Linked DNA regions of Mus musculus: all the other regions are linked to region 1. The links are chromatin contacts, called in public Hi-C and HiChIP or PLAC-seq maps. All regions are on one chromosome and are shown on one strand. The core of a region is the stretch at or near the end of the contact, and the rest is flanking DNA. Distances in the headings are between cores, read along the strand shown. Region 1 holds the start of Map10 (microtubule-associated protein 10). Region 2 overlaps Pcnx2 (pecanex homolog 2). Region 3 overlaps Pcnx2 (pecanex homolog 2).

Region 1 (3,251 bases), core at 437-2,936:
GATCAAACCTGGGTGGCAAAGGAGACCCTGCTGTCTCAAAGACAAACAAACATCAGGCTGATTTTCCTACAGAATAAACTGTTTACTGCTGTAGTGAATTCTACAGAATAAACCTCCAGAGAGGCCCTGAATTTGCCTCTCTGCTGTTGAGTGTTTGATGGTCTTTGTTCCCTGAGCCATGTTTTTGACATGGATGCTGCTAGTTTTCCACACTTAACTAAAGACAGGAAGATCTAACATCTATTGCAGCTTGAACACTTGTTGCTATGCAACCTAACTGATGAGGTTACCAAGAGGACTAAGACCAACAAGAAGCTGGTAAGAACCCAGCATATTTTGGTGCCTGTGGAGGGTGGAGCATCACAGCTGATAGTTGGTCACCTGCTTCCCTCCTTCCCTTGATGGTGTAACTGAGGGAGCCAGGACTATATGACTGCATATGTGTTTTTCTACTCTATCCTTGTGACTGTGCTACCATCCTGACAGTGAGACAGTGACGTGTGTGTGTGTGTGTGTGTGTGTGTGTGTGTGTGTGTGTGTGTGAGAGAGAGAGAGAGAGAGAGAGAGAGAGAAGCACAAGGGTTGTGTCTGCCTCAGAATCACCCACAACATGAGACCAACACAACGTGTCTTTGTGAGCTCTGACTTAGATCAAATAAATAGGAAGGGAGACTCCTGATCTGCGTCTTATATGAGAGACCAGGGTTGGGAATCTTCGAGACACCCTGGAAGTTGTGGAGCTTCTGAACTTGGATCTGAGATGTAAAATCGTAAAATGGGCTGGTGCTAAATTCCTCTGTGCGTAGCTTGTGCACTACAGATCTCCAGTGGCAGACACTACTTTCACTCACCGCTCCTCCCAGACATATGTACCAATGCCATTTGCCTACTAACTGAACCAATCACTTCTTCCGCTCTCATGGCGGTGGTACTGGAGATTGTATGCAGTGAACAAGCACTCTTCCACTGAGCTGCACCTCCAGCCCTGACCCATCATTTTCAATACCTTAGGATAGTACATGATCCCTCTCCCCCGGCCCCTCATATTATATAGTAAAGACCCGAAGCTAGTGGGTTCCCATCCGTAGGGAATTCTGCATCAACTAACATAACAGAGTCTTTTTGAAGACACACCAGGGTGGTCAGATGTCAGGGTGGGAGGTGAGGGCTCTGGTGGGTGTTAGGGTGCACTGTCCCAATACACTGAGAGTTCCCCTACACCTGGGCGATGCAAGGTGGTCACGATGGAAGCTGAGGTCAAACCTCCTGAGGCTTCAAGAAGCCACAAGTCCGGTGAGGGCAGGATGGCCTACTAGTGGTCATTGTGTGAGAGGACAAAGAGAGGAAGGAGCCGGTGACAGAAGCTACAGCCTCTGACAGATGCACAGCAACCACAAAAAAGGTTGACTTGAGCAGTGGTCAGCAGGCTCTGAGGCCTAAATGGGCAGGGCGGCCCATTTACTTCCGGTACGTGATCCCTAAAGACGTAGGACCTGCGGTGATGAAATATAAAATAGAAATTATATTCATTTATATAAAATTTAGAGAGAGTGCTGCTTGAGCGCGTCTACTCCCTCAGCATCACGCAGCTGCTCCGACAAAACCCCATAGGCAAAAGAACTCCCAAGAGCACTCGGGGCCGGAAGTCAAGTCTCGCGAGGGCGCGGCCGGTCACGTGACCCTCGCTCCCGCTTCCGGTTGGCGGAGCGAGCTGGCGGCGTCGCCCGGGGCAACAGCAATGGCGACCACGGCGGCCGGGCGGCTCTTCTCGCTGGAGCTGCTCGTGGACTGGGTGCGGCTGGAGACCGGGCTGTCGCCGTGCGCCGCGAGCCCGGCTGTGGCGTTTCGCCTGCTGGACTTCCCGCCGCTGCTCGTCTTCCCGCCGGCCGCTCCTGGCCCGGAGCCCCAGCGCGGCGCCATCAGCTTCGGGCGCGGCAAGGCCTGCCTACTGCGCCTGCACCCTGCCGCCCTGCGGCGCCCGCGTCTGCGCGCAGCCCTGCTGCAACTGCCCGTGGGCCCGACTTCTGCGCCCGGCCTGGTGGGAGCTTGCGACATCCTGCTGGTCCCCTCCCTGGGCCAGCGAGGTGTATTCGCCCTGCGCGGGCCAGAGGCCGAGCGTGTTGGGGAGCTGGCGCTCTTCTATCGCCTGACCGAACTGGGACGCTTTTCCCCGGGGGTTCCGCAGCTGCGAGGCCCTCTGAGCCCTGCTTGTATCCTGGACTCCGAAGCCCTGGAGGTGTCAGAGCCAAGAACCGAGGAGACCTCGAAGCCATGCACCAAAGGCATCTCTGCCAGATGTCTACAGTGTGTCTCAAATGCACGCCTTCTGGAGGGCTCAGAGCCATGTGCCAAGGATACCAACAGCTGGTCTGCAGGGGACTCAGACGCCTCAGTTGTCCAGAAGTCCTGGGAAGAAGCGGTCTTACACAGTAAGGCTAGCTCTGGGGACATGGCTTCTGCCCCTTGTTCACCCGCTCCCAGTGGGAAAACTGTCAGTTCTGTCAGTCAGGATGTCACAGAACTGGACTTTGAAACCAACACATTTTGCCCTCCTCCACTGTATTACACTCACCTGACTCAGGAAAAGACTCCTTCAGCCAGGGTTGAAATCACTATTGAGCCTCAGAGAAATGAACCTGAGGATCTAGATGACATTTTTCCCGAAACAAAACTCGTAAGTCCTCCCTTAAGGCCAGTGAAACATACAAGAGCTGCAGTGCAGGAGAGCCCTCCTGTGCTTCCAAATCTTCCTCAGACTCAGGGTCCAGGAGAAGCGAACGAAGCTCCGTGTCCTCCTCAGATTGAACAAAGTCCAGTCAATGCTATAAGACAGCTGCCACTATTGAATGCTTTATTGATTGAGCTGTCCTTGCTGTGCAACCAGCCCGTGGCAAGCCCCACCCAGGTGCATCCCCATTTAGCCTGGTTGTACAGAGGTGAAGACAAGGGGCCAGACCCTTCCACCAAGTCCACATCCCCGTCGGAATCAAAGAGCAACAAGCTTTCTGTGCGAGAAAATGAAAAGTTGGTGAATCCCCAGTCTAAAAAGAACCCTAAAGGAAAACATCCAAAGATCGGTGGCAGCCCCCCACCAAAGGTTACAAAGGGGAGGCTGCTGTATGGCTTAACAAATACACTGAGACTGCGTTTACAGCAGACAAACCCCAACATGCTGGTTGTACATGAAAAGAGAGAACAGTACAGGAGGTCACAGATACAAGCTGTGGGGCCAAAGTTGCGAATCCCCTCCT
Region 2 (3,251 bases), core at 192-2,691, 110 kb after region 1:
AGCCAAACCGCCAAACTCCAGGTTCAGTGAGAGACTCTGTCTCAACAACAATAAAAATAATAATGTGGTGAGCCACTGAAGAAAGCACCCAGAGTCAACCTCTGGCCTCTACACACATGTGCAAACAACATACACACACACATCTCATACACATATGTGCAAACATACACATGAATGTCACCCACATGTGTTAATATACTCAAAATGTCATACACATGTGCAAACATACCACCGAATGTCATGTATGTATGCAAATATACCCATGGATGTCACACATGTGTGAAAACATACACATGAATGTCACACACATGTGCTAACATACCTACAATGTCATACACACGTGCAAACATACCCACGAATGTCAGCCATATGTGCAAACACACATGAATGTCATACATATGTGCAAACATACACATGAATGTCACACATGTGTACAAACATACACATGAATGTCACACACATGTGCTAACACATCCACAATGTCATACACATGTTCAAACATATCCACGAATGTCAGGCATATGTGCAAACACACATGAATGTCACACATATGTGCAAACATACACATGTCATAAATGTGTGCAAACGTACACACACAAATGTCATACACACATGTGCAAACATACGCATGTTATACACACAAACGTACACACACCTACACACAAATACATTTAAAAAGTGGAGTTGGAGGCTGGAGAGATAGCTCAGCGGTTAAGAGCCCTGACTGCTCTTCTGAAGATCCTGAGTTCAAATCCCAGCAACCACATGGTGGTTCACAACCACCCACAGTGAGATCTGGTGCCCTTGTCTGGTGTGTCTGAAAACTTCTACAGTGTACTTACATATAATAAATAAAATCTAAAAAATAAATAAATAAATAAAAATAAATAAAAAGTGGAGTTAATCAAAGCTTCCGTGCACACCAGGCAGCCTGATGCACGATGAATGCTGAAATGCGTAAGTCTGTAATCATCGCGGAGAGAAAGTCCTCCCTGCACTCACTCCACTTCTAGGCCAGAAGAGCAGGGGAACCGACTGGACTCTGAGGAGGAGGCCTTCCTAGGTCATGGGTCATTCCAAACTGCCTCCTCCTCACAGGGCTTTCCTGAGTGCAGGACTCCAAGGTGGTGGGGACTCTGCTAGCGCTGAGGGACACACCCTGTCCACCTAGACCTGCCAAACACACCAGCAAGCCTTAGGCTTCCCTACTCAGAAAGGAAGGAAATTATGTGTGCGAGCGTCCACTGGAGACAACATTCTGTTTTTATGGATGAAGTCTGGGACCCAGGGAGTTAGAAGACCCCTCAAGCTATCCAGACATAAACCATAAAGCCATGATGAAGGGTCAACTGTTGCCAAGACGAAGAGAATTCTACAGAGTTTTAATATTAGTGGGAGGGCTGTGTGTGGATCTCCAGCTAAGATAAAACTTTGAGTTGGATCAGCTGTGAGTGAGATTAGGCTACAGGGCTAGTTTCACACGTCCCCACGGGCCAGTGATTATGGGGTCAGCCAAACCGTGAGAAGGCTGATAACATCTCCCACAGACAGGAGCGTAAATCTTGCTTTTAGTTGTTTTCTAGCTCCAACGGGAATGGGTCGCTACATCCCTACTGTACCTTCAGTGTCCCTTCTGCAAGGCTCACCAAGATGCTGAGCAGAGAGAACGGCCTGCAGGGTGGGACCACATTAAAATCTGAAGGGAGTCTGAGAAAATGAGATTTAAAATTTTAATAACAAATAGACTTGAAAAATGTTTAGACAATCCTTACCTCAGTCTTTCCTTATTTAACCCCCTCCCTCCCTCCCTCCTCCTTCTCTCCATTCTCCTCCCCTCCCTCCTTTTTCTCTTCTGTCTTCCTTTCCCTCCCTCCTCCTTTCCCCCTCCATTCCCCTCCCTCTTCCTCCTCCCCTCTCTCCTTCTTGTCTTTTGTCCTCCTTCCCCTCCCTCCTCCCCTCCTTCATCTCCCTTCCTCATCTCCCTCCTTCCCTCCGTCCTTCCCTCCCTCCTCCCCTCCTTCCCCCTCCTCCCCTCCTTCATGTCCCTTCCTCCTCTCCCTCCTTCTCTCCCTCTTTTCCCCTCCTTCCCTTCCCTCCTCTCCCTTCTCTTCCTCTCTCCTTCCTTTTTCCTTTCTTCCCTCTCCTCCTCTTCCACCATCCCATCCCCCCCTCACCTCCCTTTTCCATTTCTATTTCCTTCCCTCCCTCGTTTCCTCTCATCTTCTGCTGCCCTCCCCTTTCTATTCACAGTAACAACCCTAAATGTGCTTATCAAAACTTGCCTCCTTCTCAGTAGCAGCCCAGAGCACCCTGTCTCCTCTAGTACATCAACTCCAGTGGTCACCACCCCCTTCAGGGCAAACAGATCCCCAGTGCAGTCCTGGGATCCTGTTTCCTCTTCCCCCATTTGTTTGCTTTGCTCCTTTCTTAGCCTGGCCAAGCACCGTAACCTCTGTAACACCCTTGAACATGTAAGGACTTGGAGCTTCCTGTCCTCGGCTTACTTTTCCTTTGGTTATTCCCATCCTGCCTTCCATGCTCACACTTAGAATGCCAGTGTGGCTTAGGGGAAACCATACTGTAGTCTTCACATGCCCCTTTAAAGTTGTCACCCATAGACTCAGTAAGCTTTCATGCATTCCAACATTTGTACCCGATTCCCCACTCAGCCCATTCATCTGGTGTCAAGTCCCAGGACAGTGGAGGGCTGGTGCCTGCCTGATACCAGTGACAGATTAGTGCCATCCCACACCAACAGTGACAGGCTAGTGCCATCCCACACCAACAGTGACAGGCTAGTGCCATCCCACACCAGCAGTGACAGGCTAGTGTCATCCCACACCAGCAGTGACAGGCTAGTGCCATCCCACACCAGCAGTGACAGGCTAGTGCCATCCCACACCAGCAGTGACAGGCTAGTGCCATCCCACACCAGCAGTGACAGGCTAGTGCCATCCCACACCAGCAGTGACAGGCTAGTGCCATCCCACACCAGCAGTGACAGGCTAGTGCCATCCCACACCAGCAGTGACAGGCTAGTGCCATCCCACACCAACAGTGACAGATTAGTGTCATCCCACACCAACAGTGACAGATTAGTGTCATCCCACACCAACAGTGACAGATTAGTGTCATCCCACACCAGCAGTGACAGGCACCATGACAGGGATTTGACCACTGTTTCCTTGCTCCCTTGAGGCCAACTATATTTCTGAGTCCTGGGTTAGACACAGAGCCACCTGCTTTTCAAG
Region 3 (3,251 bases), core at 352-2,851, 86 kb after region 1:
ATAAATGTGGCCGGTCAAGAAATAAAACCTTTTTAAATCTTAGAAACGGAGCATTTTTGTCTCAGATGGCCAGGGATACCCATATCTGTGTGGTGTTGCAGACACCTGCACAACCTGTGTCCAGGAAAGCCAGGTCCACCCGGAGAGACCCAGCAGTGGTTGGAGGTGACCATTTAACCTTTGGTCACAGTGACGGTGTCTTCCTTTCCAAAGGGCATTTATTGGCGACCTGCCTGGGTTTCCTCTGGGCTGTGAAGATGGAAGTCTCAACTTGAGGTGATGTATGGGGTCCCCAGAACTGGTGCTGGCTTCTCTGGGCTGAGCTGCCCGGGGCCTCTCTGTCTTGAGCACAAGGGAACTGCCTTGGCCCTGAAGGTCCCCGTTGAGAAGCCAGTCCGATATGGCTTCTTCTAAAAGGGTGGATATTGTGAGCAAGGAGTCCAGAAAGGCCAAGCTTCTGTGATTTCTAAAGCTGATCTCTGTCTAAAGCCCTCCCCAGGTCAGTGTTCTTCACCCACACTAGGCAGGGCCTTCTGCTGATCCAAAGAGCAAGGAAAAGATGCCTACAGAGCATCAAAAGGGAGCTATACATAGTCCATGCAAGACAAAGGGCCTCCCTAGTCCTGAAGCGTCAGCTACTCTGTGTGTTTGTGTGTGTGTGTGTGTGTGTGTGTGTGTGTGTGTGTGTGTGTTATACTTGTGTGCACATTCACATGTGTGTGGTGAGGCCAGAGCTGATGCTAGGCGTCATCCTCTATTGCTCTTTGTTCCATGGTGATTGGCCACCAAGCCCCAGGGGTCCTCCTCTCTACCTGCCTCACAGTGCTGGGATTAAGGGCTGCTGTTGAGGATCTGAACTTGGACCCAGGCTCAGGCAGCATGCCTTGTACACACTGAGCCGTCTTCCTAGTTCTGCCTCACATGCTCTTTCAGCTTTTCATTGCTCTTCTTTTTTTTTTTCTCAATTTTAATTTTACAAACAACACTGAGCATCAAGAAAGCCACGTTAAAATCACCGCGCTTCCCAGACTCATTATTTTACAATTAACTTATTTTTTTTCCAACGGCCGCATTATCACATCATGAGCATTTCTAGGGAAAAACCTTCAGACCTGAATGGAAATGCAATGTGAATTACGCTCCTTGGTTCATTACGTTTGCTTTGTCTTTGATCATTTGCTGGGAGGTTGTGGCGAGAATCCTTAGTGATATAAAATAGCAGCCCTTCTCTCTGGTGTGGACTCAGGCTAGTGATGGGTTTGTATCCACTTGTAAGTAGGTCATCAGGCTCAATGCGAGGCTATCTCTCCTGTGATGTTTACTGTTTAGCGTGATGAGGTGACTCTGACTTGTGAGAAACTGTGTGAGGTTGTCACATGGAACTCCTGGCAGTGGGCACGAGTGTGAAGTGCCCAGCACTTCGGTGTGGTGGCCTAGGCTGGCCTGCTTATTGGATTCTGGCCAGGCACCAGCGCTCTCGGCTTCTGACAAAGGATCAGAACTGGAAGGAAAGACAGGAACCAAGGCAAGGAGCAAAGACAAGGCAGGGCAGTCATGGGAGGTGAGCCCATCATGGCGAGTCTCTTGTAAGACAGTTTCCTGTCAGTCAGAGGAGTGGTGAACGGTCCTGCTAGAACTGTACACTCACTACAGCTGAGCGCCTGACTCCTTCCTACCTTGCTCTTCCCAGAGGCATGTTTCTCACCCTTTTGTGGCTGCGTGCCTTTCTATCACATGACAGCTAGCACTTAGGGTCTGAAGGAGAGCTGGCTCCCCCAGGCTCGGGAGTGGCATCCAGTTGGTGGTGCTGTTTTGGGAGGCTGGAACTTTTGGGTGGTGGCAGCTCCCTGGAAGATGTGGCTCATGGGGAGCTGGGCAGACCTTGAAGTTTACTGCCCAGCCGCTTCCCTCCGAGCACAGTCTGCCGCTCTGATGATCAGATGCAGACTGAGCCTGCGTGCTCCCCACCCCCCTGAGGGACTCTCTCTCCTGAGTTAGTCGATTGGGCTTCTCTGTGAAGAGCATGAACTTGTGTGCTTCTAGAGGCGAAGGAAGAGAAACACAGCCATTAGCTCTTTCTTTGAAAGGGGAAGGAGCGTGTCTCCTCTCTGCCTTCCTTGTTCTCCCAGTCTGCTGGACACAGGCTCGGCTGCAGTGCCCAATTACCTCATCTTGCTAGGCCTGGGGGTGGGGGTGGGGATCTTGGCTATCTACCATGTTCCTGTCTCCATTCCTGCCCACAGTAGGGAGGGAGTTGCTTCAGGGGGAATGGATTGTCAGTTTTACCCACCAGAAGGATGGCCACTGTTAAGTGGGCCCCTTGCCAGCCAGGGGGCAGGGCAAGGCTATGGCAGTCAGAGGTGTAGCCAGGGGTACAGATGGGAGGCTGGGAGTGTGTGGGTGTCCTGGGGCTCAACACTGTCAGGGCTAGGACAGGATAGCAGCCAAAGGGAGACCACAGTGGGTAGGAATAGGGGCTCAGGGACTGTCCTTCCTCCTCAGAATCCCAGCTTGGCTGCTTACTAGTTGGGTACCTAAGGGTAGTAACTTGCCTTCTCTGTGCCTTGTATCTCCATCTGGGAAGGGAAGACAGAACACTCCTGAGGGTCTAGAGCCATGGAGTGTGTAAAGGACCCTCATGTGGTATCCTAAGACTGGCACTGTGCCAACAGTCTCTGTAGTACAGATCACATGGGACGCAGAGCAAGGAAGACACCACAAGCTAGGTCAGGGCTGGGAGAGCCTCAGCCTAGGACTGATTAGATTTGAGGGCTGGGAGCCCAGGCTCTGGGGTATTTTAGTTCAGAGCTGGGCTGGACTCAGAATAGTTTTAAGAAGCAATAATCAAACCATTGCCTGCTTTAGCTTTTTTGTTTTGTTTTGTTTTTCAAGACAGGATTTCTCTGAGTAGCCCTTGCTGTCCTGGAACTCACTCTGTAGTCCAGGCTGGCCTCGAACTCAGAAATCCGCCTGCCTCTGCCTCTCAAGTGCTGGGATGTGCCACCAATGCCCGGCTTTAGCTTTTCAAATATCTTGCATCAACGCAGGCCCTCTTCATCTGGTGGTAAGGGGGGAGGGGGAACTGCCATAGCCTGGGTCTTGAACTGGCTTCAGCAGCTAAGGGTACTGCTCGGCCCTGAAAAGGCAAAGCCATTCCTTCACCAAGAAGGGCCTGCCAGGGCCTCTGACACACTCGCTCTGGCCAGATGTGCCAGCAACAAGAACAAGAAAGTGCAGGTGCTCACGAGATT

Evidence for each region. A called contact is a pair of places that touch in the nucleus more often than the background predicts. HiChIP or PLAC-seq counts read pairs in DNA pulled down with a chosen protein or histone mark.
Region 2: a Hi-C map of uterus shows a contact between it and region 1, with 2.7 times the contacts expected there. The contact joins the enhancer-like site here to the promoter of Map10 in region 1. A contact is called at or near these places in 3 of 39 promoter capture datasets (frontonasal cranial neural crest, maxillary cranial neural crest and second pharyngeal arch cranial neural crest), 3 of 484 Hi-C or Micro-C datasets (CD4 T cells, cranial neural crest and uterus), 1 of 115 datasets of contacts at active chromatin or transcription factors (embryonic stem cells) and 3 of 9 other capture datasets (adipose tissue, liver and pancreatic islet).
Region 3: an H3K27ac HiChIP or PLAC-seq map of heart atrium shows a contact between it and region 1, with 2.6 times the contacts expected there. The contact joins the enhancer-like site here to the promoter of Map10 in region 1. A contact is called at or near these places in 3 of 39 promoter capture datasets (macrophages, maxillary cranial neural crest and second pharyngeal arch cranial neural crest), 3 of 484 Hi-C or Micro-C datasets (CD4 T cells, CD8 T cells and nephron progenitors), 2 of 115 datasets of contacts at active chromatin or transcription factors (embryonic stem cells and heart atrium) and 1 of 9 other capture datasets (adipose tissue).

Annotation. Positions count from the first base shown.
Region 1 is chr8:125,668,132-125,671,382 of GRCm38.p6, forward strand. Map10 (microtubule-associated protein 10) reads left to right here and starts at 1,687. Exons shown (of 1, transcript NM_028908.3): 1 at 1,687-3,251. The coding sequence starts at 1,739.
Region 2 is chr8:125,778,385-125,781,635 of GRCm38.p6, forward strand. All of the region lies in intron 25 of Pcnx2 (pecanex homolog 2), which reads right to left. All of the region lies in intron 2 of Gm39284 (a long non-coding RNA gene), which reads left to right. Among named protein-coding and RNA genes, the nearest start is that of Gm39284, 5.8 kb to the left of the region's middle. Within about 2 kb of position 1,442, at least 1 of the 459 cell types and tissues checked has an H3K27ac peak or open chromatin away from gene starts, as enhancers often do. A contact at or near this core is called in uterus, where this site is marked.
Region 3 is chr8:125,754,655-125,757,905 of GRCm38.p6, forward strand. The region is part of intron 32 of Pcnx2 (pecanex homolog 2); the gene reads right to left. Gm39285 (a long non-coding RNA gene) reads left to right here. Exons shown (of 2, transcript XR_003947615.1): 2 at 1-42. Among named protein-coding and RNA genes, the nearest start is that of Gm39285, 4.1 kb to the left of the region's middle. Within about 2 kb of position 1,602, at least 49 of the 459 cell types and tissues checked have an H3K27ac peak or open chromatin away from gene starts, as enhancers often do. A contact at or near this core is called in adipose tissue and heart atrium, where this site is marked.